Linked DNA regions of Mus musculus: region 2 is linked to region 1. Evidence: chromatin contacts called from public HiChIP or PLAC-seq data. All regions are on one chromosome and are shown on one strand. Each heading gives the region's core, a stretch centred on a gene start, on an enhancer-like site or on the middle of the called end of the contact. The rest is flanking DNA. Distances are from core to core; before and after follow the strand shown.

Region 1 (6,256 bases), core at 1,076-3,575:
AGACCCTTGGCTTGTGGAGCAACATCTTTATGCACTAAACCATTTTGGCAACTTCTGAAAAGTTTCCTGAATGACACTGCTTTATTTTTACTTTTTAATTATTATCTTTATTTTATGTGTATGGGTGTTGTGATGGCTATTCTTGGTTGTCAACTTGACTATATCTGAAATGAACCACAATCCAGAAGTGGAGGACACACCTGTGAGAGATTCTCTCCCTGGTTTGAAGAGGGTGAATCCACTTCCAGTCTGGACCTTTGATGTAGGAAAGCATTTGGTCATTTTGTTTGTTTGCTTGTTTTTTTTTTTTTTTTTTTACTTTTCAGGACAGGGTTTCTCTGTGTAGCTCTGGCTGTCCTGTAACTTGCTCTGTAGACTTTAAACTCATAGATCACCTGCCTCTGCCTCCCAAGTGCTGGGATTAAAGGCGTTCCCCACAACTGCTTGGCTCTTTTCTCTTTTTAAGATTTATTTATTTATTTTATGTATATGAGTACACTGTAGCTGTACATATGATTGTGAGCCATCATGTGGTTGCTGGGAATTGAACTCAAGACCTCTGGAAGAGCACAGTGCTCTTAACCTCTGAGCCCCATCTCTTTAACCCATAGCTTTTCCTTTTTAACCAGAATTATAAAGTTAACAAGAAATAAAGTACTTTCATTTTGTTATATTTTGATTTTCTTTTTTGTCCTGTCTTCTAGATTATAAAGATAGTCAAGTCACAAAATGTATAAACCCAGTTGAAATTTCAAAGATAAATAGTTATTGAATGATCACATGTTAATCAAGATCCCTGGAATATTCATCAGATACTGTTACAACATGTATATTAAGACATTTTTTTATTTTTATTTTTTGAGACATAGTCTATGTGGTTTTGGCTGGCCTGGAACTTGCTATGTTGACCAGATTGGCCTTGAACTCACAGAGATCAGCATGCCTCAACCTCCCAAGTGCTAGGATTAAAGACATGTACCACCATGGCCAGCACTTGAAGCACTTAAAAACACTGCTCCTCCTAGGCCTACAAGGTGGGGAATGCCTGAAGATGATTTATAAGCACCACAAAACTTGTAAGAGAAAGAGTGAGTGGCTGGATTAGTTTGTTGAAGAGGCTTGGCTCAGTGAACTGTGGGTCATATTGCTTGGGAGATAATAACTATGCAGCATGGAAGAAGCTAAACCAAACCAAGGTACGTGCACATTGTAGGAAACTTCAGCTAGTCCATCCACAGTCCATCTATAGACACAGAGCAGGCTAGTGCAGTTGGCTCGCCCTATACCTAGGTTCTAGGTTGACTCAACCAACCAAAGAAGGAAAATAATTGGAAATAAAATTATACTGAACATTTTATTAATCTAAAGAAATACACATTTGTATTTTGTTAGGTTTTGCATCTATTGATTTAATGTATACTTAAAGATGTATATCTAAGGCAGGAGGATTACAGTAAATTTGAGATTAGCCAGAGTTAAAAGAGGAAAGATAGAGGCAGAACAGCCCTTCAGGCAGAGGAGCCTTTAAAATTGTAAGAAAAAATGTCTCTAGGTCTCTGTAGGGAATTGGTTCCAAGACTCTCCATACCCATAATATACATACAGAAAGATGATGTGCCAAAAGCAGGTTTGGTTTTGTGTTTTTAAGATGGTGTCATTCTAATCCTCGATAGCCTGGAATTTACTGCAGTCCTCTTGCCTTAGCCTTCGGAGTGCTGGGATTACAGGCATGTGCCACTACTCCTGATCTAAAAAAAAACAAAAAACAAAAAACTTTCAGGATGGCAAAAGCCGGCAATCCCAGCAGTGTGGGGTTAAAGGCAGAATCCATAGTTCAAGGTCATTTTAGGCCAGGCGCCTGGGCTACAAAGGAACTCAAATAACACTAAATGTCTGAAATTCCAGTTCTGGAGGATCTAGCACGGTCTTCTGAGGACACTGCACACATATGGTACACAGACATACATGAGGCAAAACACACATACACCTAAAATAAGTCACTAATAATAGCAGTGTTGATAAAAAAAAAAAAACGGATTGCACCCTTGATGGGAAAGGATAACGTGCGGGAAGAGATCGCTAATAACCAACGTAGACAGATGCGATAGCAAAAGAAACAGACAAGCGTGCGCGGCCGGGAGCTAAGTTTTGGCGAAGCCGGGGAATCTGGTCATTAAAGCGGAACAAGTTCTCGTGGACAGAGGCAGGGGAAGCCGAAGCCAGCAACACCAGGGAAAGCAGCAGCTCGGCGTTTCCCGGCCGGCGGAGCTTAGGGGCAGGCCGCAGTAAGCGCGCCCTTCACGTGACACGCCCTCCGCGCGACGCACTCGACGGCCCCGTCACGTGGCTGCCGCGGCCCCGTCTCCGGCGGAGGCGGGCGCGGGCGCGTCCCTGTGGCCAGTCACCCGGCGGAGCTGGTCGCACAATTATGAAAGACTCGACTTCTGCTGCTAGCGCTGGAGCTGAGTTAGTTCTGAGAAGGTTTCCCGGGGCTGTCCTTGTTCGGTGGCCCGTGCCACCGCCTCCGGAGACGCTTTCCGATAGATGGCTGCAGGCCGCGGAGGTGGAGGAGGAGCCGCTGCCCTTCCGGAGTCCGCCCCGTGAGGAGAATGGTACGGAGCCGGGCCTGGCGCGGGCGGGCCTCGCGGGAGCCTGGGCGGCGCTCCGGGGAGCTCCGTGACCCTCCGGGCGCCACCGCTCGCAGCGGAGCCGTCACGGAAAGGGAGGGAGGGCTGGGGTGGTGTGGCAAGGAGAAGGGCGCGGGTTCCGAGCTGTGACTTGGTGGCTGTGCCGCAGACGCTCTACAGGTACATTTTCTACTATTATTTTGTTTAATAGAACGGGAGCGATTTTGACGGTGTAGACTGCGATGTGGTTCGGGGTTTTGTTTAGCAGGCGACAGGGAAGGGACAATTCCTGGGAGGCTGAGACCGTGCGTTGCCAGGTCTGCGTCGAACTACCTCATCTGTTGTCCCAGACAGTTTGAAGCCAATGTGCAGACTGGAGGGAGTCGGTGTGTTGCAGCGTTGGCTAGAGCTTTTGTTGTTAAGGCCAGGAACCGGATTTGGAGAGTTCTTACAAAGAAAGCCATTTAGATCTAGGATCTGAGCAGGAAAGGCATTCCTGCTCAGTAGTTTAACTTGATAGGCTTTATGCAAACTGGTGTTTCTTTGCCGAAGTCAGACAGGTTTAGTTTTCTGCCTTTTCTTTATTTTTGAGACAAGGTCTCGCTTGTGACCCTGGCTGGCTTGGAACTCACTGTGTAGACAGACCAGGTTGGCCTTAAACTCAGAGATCCGCTTACCTCTACCTCCCAAGATTAAAGACGTGCGCCACCATGTCGGGCTAGGGCTAGGTTTAGAAGTGTCTTACTTATAAAGTACATGTGAATAAATACTGCATTTCTCACTTTCGTTTGTAAAGTTATTGAAGACTACTTTTTTTTTTAAAGATTTATTTATTTATTATATGTAAGTACACTGCAGCTAGCTGTTTTAAGACACTCCAGAAGAGGGAGTCAGATCTTGTTAGGGATGGTTGTGAGCCACCATGTGGTTGCTGGGATTTGAACTCGGGACTTTCAGAAAAAAACAGTCAGTGCTCTTAACCGCCGAGCCATCTCTCCAGCCGCTGAAGACTCCTTTTATTTGAGACTGGATTACACACAGCCTAGGCTGGCCTCAAATCCTGAGTCTATCATTGAGTTCCTTATCCTCTTGCGTCCATCTCCTGAGCTCTGGAATCACAGGTGTCTGTCGCCTGGCTTTTCCTAGTTTCTGAAAGGAAAGTTAAAGTGCCTCTGTCTCCGCTAAATCATTTCATTTAAATACTTGTGGCTTTGATTTAAGGGACTCTACTGGAGGGTGAGTTGAATCCAAGTGCCTTGAAAGCCGTTAAGCACAGAGTATTCAGTGATATATCTAGTTTTTCATTTTAGATGGTAAACAGCATACATTTGAACATACTGGTTACATATTTTTTAAAACGTTTTCATTAACAGATGAAAGATCCCCCCCCCCCAAAAAAAAACAATAGCTTTAGTTTTGTAAGTAATTCACCGTATATGGCACATAGTATTGTTTGGACATGCATAAACTTGTTGATTCTGTAAGGAGAACAGTCTAACTTTAGAATTAAGAGTGTTAATTTTATTTTTTTTCCCTGCTTAATTCCTGATAAATAGTGAGTTGAGTGGTTTACATTACACTATGCATCTGAGTTATAGTAACACCTTAGGATAGCTTAAAATGTGTTTCTTAAATTTGTTTGTGTTTTGCTTTTCTTCCCTCTTTCTTCATCCTCCTTCCTCATCGTCTTTTTTTTTTTCTTTTTTTCAAGACAAGGCTAGCTTCTAACTCAGAGATCCGCCTCCTGAGTGCTGGAATTAAAGGCTTGCACCACCATGCCTGGCTAAAACGTGGACTCATTATTCAATAATTCAATTCAGTTTCCTCACCTTTTAGGTCAGTCTGTCCAAAAATTCATTTAGGAATAATGGGTCTATACTGTATAATTCTTACTGTAAGTTGTTATTTTTGTGAGTCTATTACAGGCCAGGGAGATAGTTCCTTGGGTAAAGGTGGAAAAGAAAGTGATTAAGATGTCAAAAATCAAAGGATTATGCCAGGCATGGTAGTTCACACTTTTAATCCCAGCACCAGAGGCAAGCAGATCTCTGAGTTTAGTCCTGCCTTGAAAAAGCAAAATAAATAGGTAACTTTTGTGGACTAGTATTTCTAGTGTTGTTTATAACCAGCTGTAAAATGAAACCATGTTGTAATTGGTCATTACCTAAAATGTGCAGGTATAATGGTTGAAGGCATTACTTAAAATATAAACTGAAAAAAATGCTTATTACTGGGCACATAGCTCACTGGCTGATTGATTGCGTACCTAGTATGTGTTATGCTTTGGTTCAGTTTTTAATATTGGGGATGGGTGAGTAAAAGTTTTGAAGTGGTCTATCCAAGTAAGAACTTGCAAAACTGAAGTTAGAATGTTCTAGTCAGAGGTATTGTGACAAACTACCTTTTATATTTTTGTCCAGTATTTGAACACTAGATTATATACTTTCACCTTTAAAAAAAAAGATTGACCAGTGGATTTGTTTCGCCTTAATTGTAAAATTTTTCTTAATTCATTCACACAATACTTAAATGATTTTTCTATTGATAATGATAGAATCTTGCTTTCTTTTTAGGAACTTTCAACATTGAGTATGCTGCACATGTGTTTTGTTTTCTCTTTTAAAAGTGTTTTAAGTTTGATATCTGAAAGTAAACTTCAGAGTAGTTAAGATTAGGTTAGAATATAAACATCATGAGGATTTGAACTCCCCATTTATGTGAGTATATCAACATTTAGATGAATATCACTTTTTAAAAAATTTATTAGTGCAGGTGCCTGCAAAGGCTGAGCTAGAGTCCCCTGAAATTGGAGTTATAGGCAGTTGTGAACTGTCTGGTTGGGAATCAATTTTTGATCTTCTGGAAGGACAGTGTGTGTTCTTTACTGCTGAGCCATCCCTCCAGTACCAGGGGTTACTTGTTTTTTAAATGGGATATCACTGAATAAATATGTAGCCTGGAACTTGCTGTGTAGATCAGACTGGCTTCGAACTCACAGATACTCATCTGCCTCCTGATTGCTGGTACTAAAAGGGTGCAGAACCACACCTGGCTCAGTGTCAGCTTTAAATGGTATTTTGCAATTATTAAACTAGTTCTAATGGCTCATGTATACAAGTGAATTGGAGAACGGAACCTTTCTGTTTATTTTCAAAAGATAAAAAGATAATCTAATTTGAAGTAGATTAGTATTCTGGTTTGGTTCAGTTTGGATTTAGAAGATGGTTCTCCATCTATACGTCATGATTTTGGGTAGTATGCTCAGTTCTCTGAGGATTTAGATTTTTATTTTGCCCTGTTTTCTGAGACAGGGATTCTTTGTGTAGTCCTGGCTGGCCTGGAACTAGCTCTGTAGTCCAGGCTGGCCTAGAACTCAGAAAGCAGTCTGCTTCTGCCTCCCAAATGGTGAGCTTAAAGGCATGCGCTACCATCTCCCAGCTTTAGAATTTTTAGAAACCATTAAGTCTTGCTGTGTGAAGGTGAGAAGTTCTTCTAGAAGACTTGGTTCTTACTGAATTATCTTTATATCTTTATCTTATATCTTCTTCTTTTTAAGACTGGGTTTAGCTATATTGCCCATGCTGGTTTCCTAAGGGCCTGAGGGATGGATCCTCATGTCTCCACCTTCT
Region 2 (6,256 bases), core at 2,019-4,518, 38 kb before region 1:
TTCTGTCAGTCATGCTCATTCCTTAAAACCTTGTGAGATGAAATATTGGGGAAGAACATTCTTTGAATCAGAGATGATCCTAAGCAAATGGGATGCAGGAAGTAAAGATTTTTTTAAATGGCATATGCAATAAAATTACACATAGTGATAACCACGAAACACCTTTTAAAATAACATTCAAATATACATTTCCATGTTCACTTGTATTTGCAAAGTCAGTTATTGCACTAGTTTAGATGTGGGAAGTTTGACCTTTTAAATTCCTTTTTCTCTGACAGTCATGCGTGATACTGCTAGGCCTTCTTCTCATCTACGATGTGTTCTTTGTCTTCATCACACCTTTCATCACAAAGGTATGACCATTTAAAATTTACGACGAAGCCTTCAAAACGATGGAACTCTTTTTCTTAAATCTGTTTGTTTGCCTTGAGACAGGGTCTCCTCAGCATAGCCCTGGCAGGAAGAGAACTCTCTATGTATAGCTGGCTGGCCTTGAACTCCCAGAGATCCGCCTGCCTCTAGATTAAAGCCGTATGTCACCATTCCCTGCACATGCAGCTCCTGACATATTTTCTTAAATATTTACTTTCCTTACATGTGTATAAGTGAATACCTGCATGTGTGCATGTTCACCTCGTGCATGCCTGGTGCTCACAGAGGCCCACAGAGAGCATTCTTTCCCCTGGCACTGTTGTTCCAGGCCTTCAGATGCCACCCATCATGGGTATTGGAATCCAGGTCCCCTGCCAGAGCAGTGGTGCTCTTAATGCTGAGCCATCTTGCCAGCCTCAAGAAGGGAACCCTAACTCTCTTCATAGACTGTTGATTTTGCAGATTTGTATTTCAGAGTGAACTTTAATTTCCTTCAGGAAATTACCTTTGAAATTGGTCTTTCAGTAGAGGGTATATTAATATACAAGCTTTCAGTTGCTTCTTAGAGGACATAAGGAACTTCTGATTAGTATAAAGGGAGAATGTCTGTAATTTTTCTTTCCTTTTAAAAGTAAAACTTTCTTACAGCCAGTGTCTACTGTGGACAGTTTAGAGAGGGAGGGGAATGTGTCATTGATACCTTCATTTCTGAGAACTAATCTGAGAAGAGCAAACATCAGCATGCCAGCTCTGCAGGCCTGGAATGTACTGTGTACCCTGGCAGCCCCTCCTGGGCTTTAGGTCCCAGTCTACTTCGAGAAGCAATGCCAGCTTTTGACATCATTAGAATTCCTTTGGCTGAAGAACTCAACTTGATCTTTGTTTTTTGTTGTTGTTTTGTTTTGTTTTGTTTTTGTTTTTTTTTTAAAAACCAAACTATTATTACTATTATTTTTTTTTGAAATGAGTTTTCTCTGTACAGTCCTGGCTGTCCTGGAACTCACTCTGTAGACCAAGCTGGCTTTGAACTCACACAGATCCACCTGTCTCTGCCCCCTGAGTGCTGGAATTAAAGGGGTGTACCACCACTGCCAGGCCCAACTTGATCTTTCTATACCAACAAGGTCTCCTGTATCCAGGCCGCTCCTTGAAGCTAGGGTGAGGCTAACCTCAGTAAATGCTTAGTCCAGGGCTTCTCATTCTCACTGTCAGTTCTGTCCATTCTGTCTGCCTTTGGTTGTGTGGCTGGAAGCTCCTAAGTCATGCATTCCCCATTTTACCACCATTTTTCCTCTAACAAAGTGAGGAAAGGTGCCAAGTGAGCAAGTAAGTGGGCCAGCGAGTGAGCAAGCCAGCCAGTTGCCTTTCATTATTTGTTCAGTTTTCCGTCTTGGCCTTTTTCATATCAGGAACATATTTTTCATTATTGTCTAGTTCTCCCGTTTTCTCTACCATTTTATTTTGCACCTTGTCTTATAACTTTACATCGGCCCTTTATTCTTTGTGTCTCTTAGCTATTTCATATTTGATGGTGACTGTTTTTCTTCCCATTAGCTTTTGTTATCGTTAGTGCTATACTCAGGGTAGAACCCAGGACCTTTGTATTTTAGCCAAGCACTACCACAAAACCACATCCTTAGCCCCCTCCAGTGGGCTTTTATCCTTTCTTTAGACAATATATCATCTATTAAAATACTGCAAAAGCAGACAGTTGCTGCCAGCCATAAAGACAAACATATAACCTGTGGAGGAGCTAAAATTGCAACTAGGAAATAAAGATTTGAAACTATCCCAAAGTATTCATACCAGACTGTTTCGCAAGCACTTGCCCATGTCTTAAGGCGAGCTCTTTCACTCAGAGCCATCACTGAGCAGCAGTGGTACAAAAGGAAAACGGGAAAAGCATGAAGCCAGCAAGTGTGAGCTGTAACGGAAGCTGGGGGTTTTAAAAAAGCGTGTTCTCAAGCCAGGCAGACAGAGCAGGCCTTTAACTGTAGTAGTATTCAGGGGCAGAGGCAGGAGGATTGCCACAGTTTTCAGCCAGTTTACAAATGGAGTTCTAGGCAGCCAGCGAGGGGTACGTAGTGAGATCCTGAGGCAAAACCAAAGCTGTCCAAGCTAGTGGTAATTTATTTGGTGCAAAACAAAACAGCCCTGTAGAATACTCCAGAGGCAGTTAATAAAAGGAAAACACTGTTGATCTTAAACTTGCCTCGAATCCCAGCACTTGGGAGGCAGAGTTCAGGGCAAGTTTAGTTTACAGAGTGAGTTCCAGGATAGCCAGGGCTATAGAGAAACCCTGTTTCAAAAACAAAAACAAAAACAAAAAAAAGAAAATCAAAATCCTTATCATTGTCTTCACACAGCAGATAGTTCTCAGCATGCACTGGAAGAATAGCAGGAAATGATAGCCAGGTATCAAATTACTTCTTTTTCATCTTAAACCTGGTATCAGTTAAATGTTAGATGACGTTTTAAAGGTATAGGCCTTTTAAAGGATAAAGGCCTTTGAGTCTTCTTTCTTGTGTGAGTAGTACATTTTTCATTATTTATTTTTCTTAGGCCTGTGCTTTCTAACAAATCTGTTGTAGTAATGGAGCTGGAGGTGCTCTTTGGCACTCGTTGTTATACGTGTTCATTTACTGCCTTCTCAGTTTGGCCCCTTTGTTTTCCTCCTGGATATCTGCTTTATCTTGGTAGGTAACTACAAATGTATGCCAGATTCTGCTCATTCCTGGTTTTTATGATTTTCAAAATCCAGTCTGTATGCCTTCTCCCTGGTCTGCCGATGCATTCATTTCCTCTGAAGCTTAAGAGCAGACACCTCACACAGAGTGCGGTGTCTACCAGCGCTTGGCTGCAGAGACAGGCAGAGCAGGAGGCCAGGGTCACCCTGGGCTACATGAAAACAACAGAAAGGGCGCTGTGAGTATTTTTAGCCTCAAAGTGTCACCTCAGGCAGACAGGGTTACAGGAGAAAATGAGTTGGTGAACACCTTGTCTGGCCTAGAGAAAAGACTTCAGCAGACACAGGGAGGGAGCTACCTCTCAAGAGAGTGCTGATTGGAACAAAGGAAGGAGGCAGGGTTGACCCTGAATGGGAATAAGGCTGAAGAAAGTTGTGATATTCTAAGAGGTTGGATCTTTTCAAATTTGGCTCTATAGTTGTGGGAAATACCAATAGGTCAAACACATTTTTATTCAAATAAGGTTACTTATATTTGGTAGAGAGCTAAATTTAAAGGATTTTAGTATCTTTTTTTTTTTTTCCGGATGCCGAAAATGTCTAAGAACCACATAGATAGTAAAAAAATAAAATAAAATACTGAAAGTTCATAACTTATTAACATGTTGGCTGTCAGTATACTTGAATAGTCTGTGTATATGCCGATTTGATAATTACTGAACTCCAGTGAAGTGAAGTGGTGTGCTATCTGGATTTTGTTTCAGATTCAATATCTGCTGTTTATAGAGGCTGAGGAAGAGGCAGGTGATAGCCCATGTTCAGTACCATGTGCAGTAGGCCGTGGGCTGTCAGTCATCCTTGCATTGTGGCAGGTTATTCTCTTTAGATGACTGAACCACATCTCTTCCTCCCTTTAGAATGGTGAGAGCATCATGGTGGAACTTGCTGCTGGGCCTTTCGAGAATGCTGAAAAGGTGGGGATGGTGTGAACGGCAGCGCTCACCCGGTTATTGCCTGCCTGTCTGTTTCCTCCTGTAACTCATTGGTCATGGGTGCATGCTAAGGTGTTACCAAACTTCTTTCTCACAGATATAGCCATTTTCTTAGTTATTCTAAATTATTAAATACCTATTGACTTGGGTTTCATCCTAGAATGATGGAAACTTTGTGGAAGCCACTGCTCTGCACACAGCTCCCCATGAGAAAGTAAGGATTGTATTTCAGATAAGTTCATTGGACTTTAAATCATACCCTCTATGAGGAGGCTCTTCCTTGGGTGGGAAAAAATGTAGGCTGACCAAAACAAAACAACACAACAAAACTTGTCAAGGTCCGAGTCCTGTTCTTGGTAAAAAGAAAATAAAAATGTAAAGGTTAGCTGTGGGGGGAAGTATAGTCATACCGTTCACCCTCCATGTGTCGGATATAATTTCCTAAAACTACATGTCTTATTCCTTCAAATTTTTTGTACAATCAGAGTCTATGTATGTATTATGTATGTGTATGTTTGTTTATGTCATCTTAAGTTCAATTTTTTCAAATAGTTTAAAAAGCATCAAAACGATTACTACAGTGTCAGTGTTTCTCTTCCTAAAAGAGAGATTGGGAAGAGACTTACTGGTTCATTCTCTCTCTCTCTCTCTCTCTCTCTTTCTCTCTCTCTCTCTCTCTCTCTCTCTCTCTCTCCCTCCCTCCCTCCCTCCCTCCTCTTTCCTTCTCCCTCCCGCCCTCCCCCTTGTCTCTGTTTTTCTTTCTTACAGTTGCCAGTAGTTATCAGGGTGCCAAAACTGATGGGTTACTCAGTCATGAGTGTATGCTCCGTGCCTGTTTCAGTATTGGGTTTCGGAGATATCATTGTACCAGGTGAGTGAATATAATAATTTTAGCAAAACTATACTTATGGTTTTAAGGATGATATTTACAATATCTGATAAAAGTTACAAGGCTCCATATCTTTGGCTGCCATTAGAACTAGGATTAATGACAAAGGTTTAAAAAAAAAAATGCACTGTGAAGGGTAAAAGAGAAATCAGCCTTCAGGACAGCCAAGGTAAAATGTCTGCTGCTTAAAGATGTCTTGGAACAACAAGGATCCATTTATCCTCATCTAGAAGAGCATGTTTGTTTTATTTTAGGGAGTGCTTTAGGGATGTCATCAAGATAGGATTGAAGGAGAAAAGGAAGAGAACCTCAGCTTACATGGCTTTATAATAAAAGACAATCCAGTGGGAAGCCAGTCACAGTGGTCTGTAGGGTGGGGGCAGACAGGCACCTGTTGGAGGCCTAGAGGTTTTGAGAAGCACAGTCAGGGGGACCAGCGTAGGCTATGACGCTGGATGTGAGACCCAGGCTAGATATGGAGGGGGACCAGCGTAGGCTATGACGCTGGATGTGAGACCCAGGCTAGATATGGAGGGGGACCAGCGTAGGCTATGACGCTGGATGTGAGACCCAGGCTAGATATGGAGGGGGACCAGCCTAGGCTATGACGCTGGATGTGAGACCCAGGCTAGATATGGAGGGGGACCAGCGTAGCTATCACGCTGGATGTGAGACCCAGGCTAGATATGGAGGGGGACCAGCCTAGGCTATGACGCTGGATGTGAGACCCAGGCTAGATATGGAGGGGGACCAGCGTAGCTATGACGCTGGATGTGAGACCCAGGCTAGATATGGAGGGGGACCAGCCTAGGCTATGACGCTGGATGTGAGACCCAGGCTAGATATGGAGGGGGACCAGCGTAGCTATGACGCTGGATGTGAGACCCAGGCTAGATATGGAGGGGGACCAGCCTAGGCTATGACGCTGGATGTGAGACCCAGGCTAGATATGGAGGAATTGTGGAAGGGAGGATGAAAGGGACTTACCTGGTTAAACACTGGAGATACACATCTAGAAATACTTAATACATACAACTTGAGATTTCTTCTTTGGTGATGTTCAACAAATTTCTTCTAAAAATAGATATTGAGAAAAAAATTTTTTGCTTGCATATTTGCATATATCAGTGAGAGCTTGTATTTTATTTTAAAATTCTTACTATTGGGGCTGGAGAGATGACTCAGCAGACTTGCTCTCGCAGAGGTCTCAGGTTCAATTCCTGGCACTCACCCAGTGACCCAAACTCTGCAAATTCAATTTTAGAGGATTTGATGCCTCTTTTGACAGGCACCAGGCACACCATGGTGCACATACAT

What was found. HiChIP or PLAC-seq counts read pairs in DNA pulled down with a chosen protein or histone mark.
Region 2: an H3K27ac HiChIP or PLAC-seq map of heart atrium shows a contact between it and region 1, with 10 read pairs. The contact joins the enhancer-like site here to the promoter of Trpm7 in region 1. A contact is called at or near these places in 16 of 39 promoter capture datasets (the 3T3-L1 cell line, 3T3-L1-derived adipocytes, the HPC-7 cell line and 11 more), 13 of 484 Hi-C or Micro-C datasets (CD4 T cells, CD8 T cells, CD8 central memory T cells and 9 more), 11 of 115 datasets of contacts at active chromatin or transcription factors (CD8 T cells, the SCID.adh cell line, double positive thymocytes and 6 more) and 3 of 9 other capture datasets (adipose tissue, liver and pancreatic islet).

Annotation. Positions count from the first base shown.
Region 1 is chr2:126,872,330-126,878,585 of GRCm38.p6, reverse strand. Trpm7 (transient receptor potential cation channel, subfamily M, member 7) reads left to right here and starts at 2,325. Exons shown (of 39, transcript NM_021450.2): 1 at 2,325-2,612. The coding sequence starts at 2,610.
Region 2 is chr2:126,911,308-126,917,563 of GRCm38.p6, reverse strand. Sppl2a (signal peptide peptidase like 2A) reads left to right here. Exons shown (of 15, transcript NM_023220.2): 10 at 279-353; 11 at 3,976-4,032; 12 at 4,819-4,921. Among named protein-coding and RNA genes, the nearest start is that of Mir3473g, 12 kb to the right of the region's middle. Within about 2 kb of position 3,268, at least 10 of the 459 cell types and tissues checked have an H3K27ac peak or open chromatin away from gene starts, as enhancers often do. A contact at or near this core is called in the SCID.adh cell line and heart atrium, where this site is marked.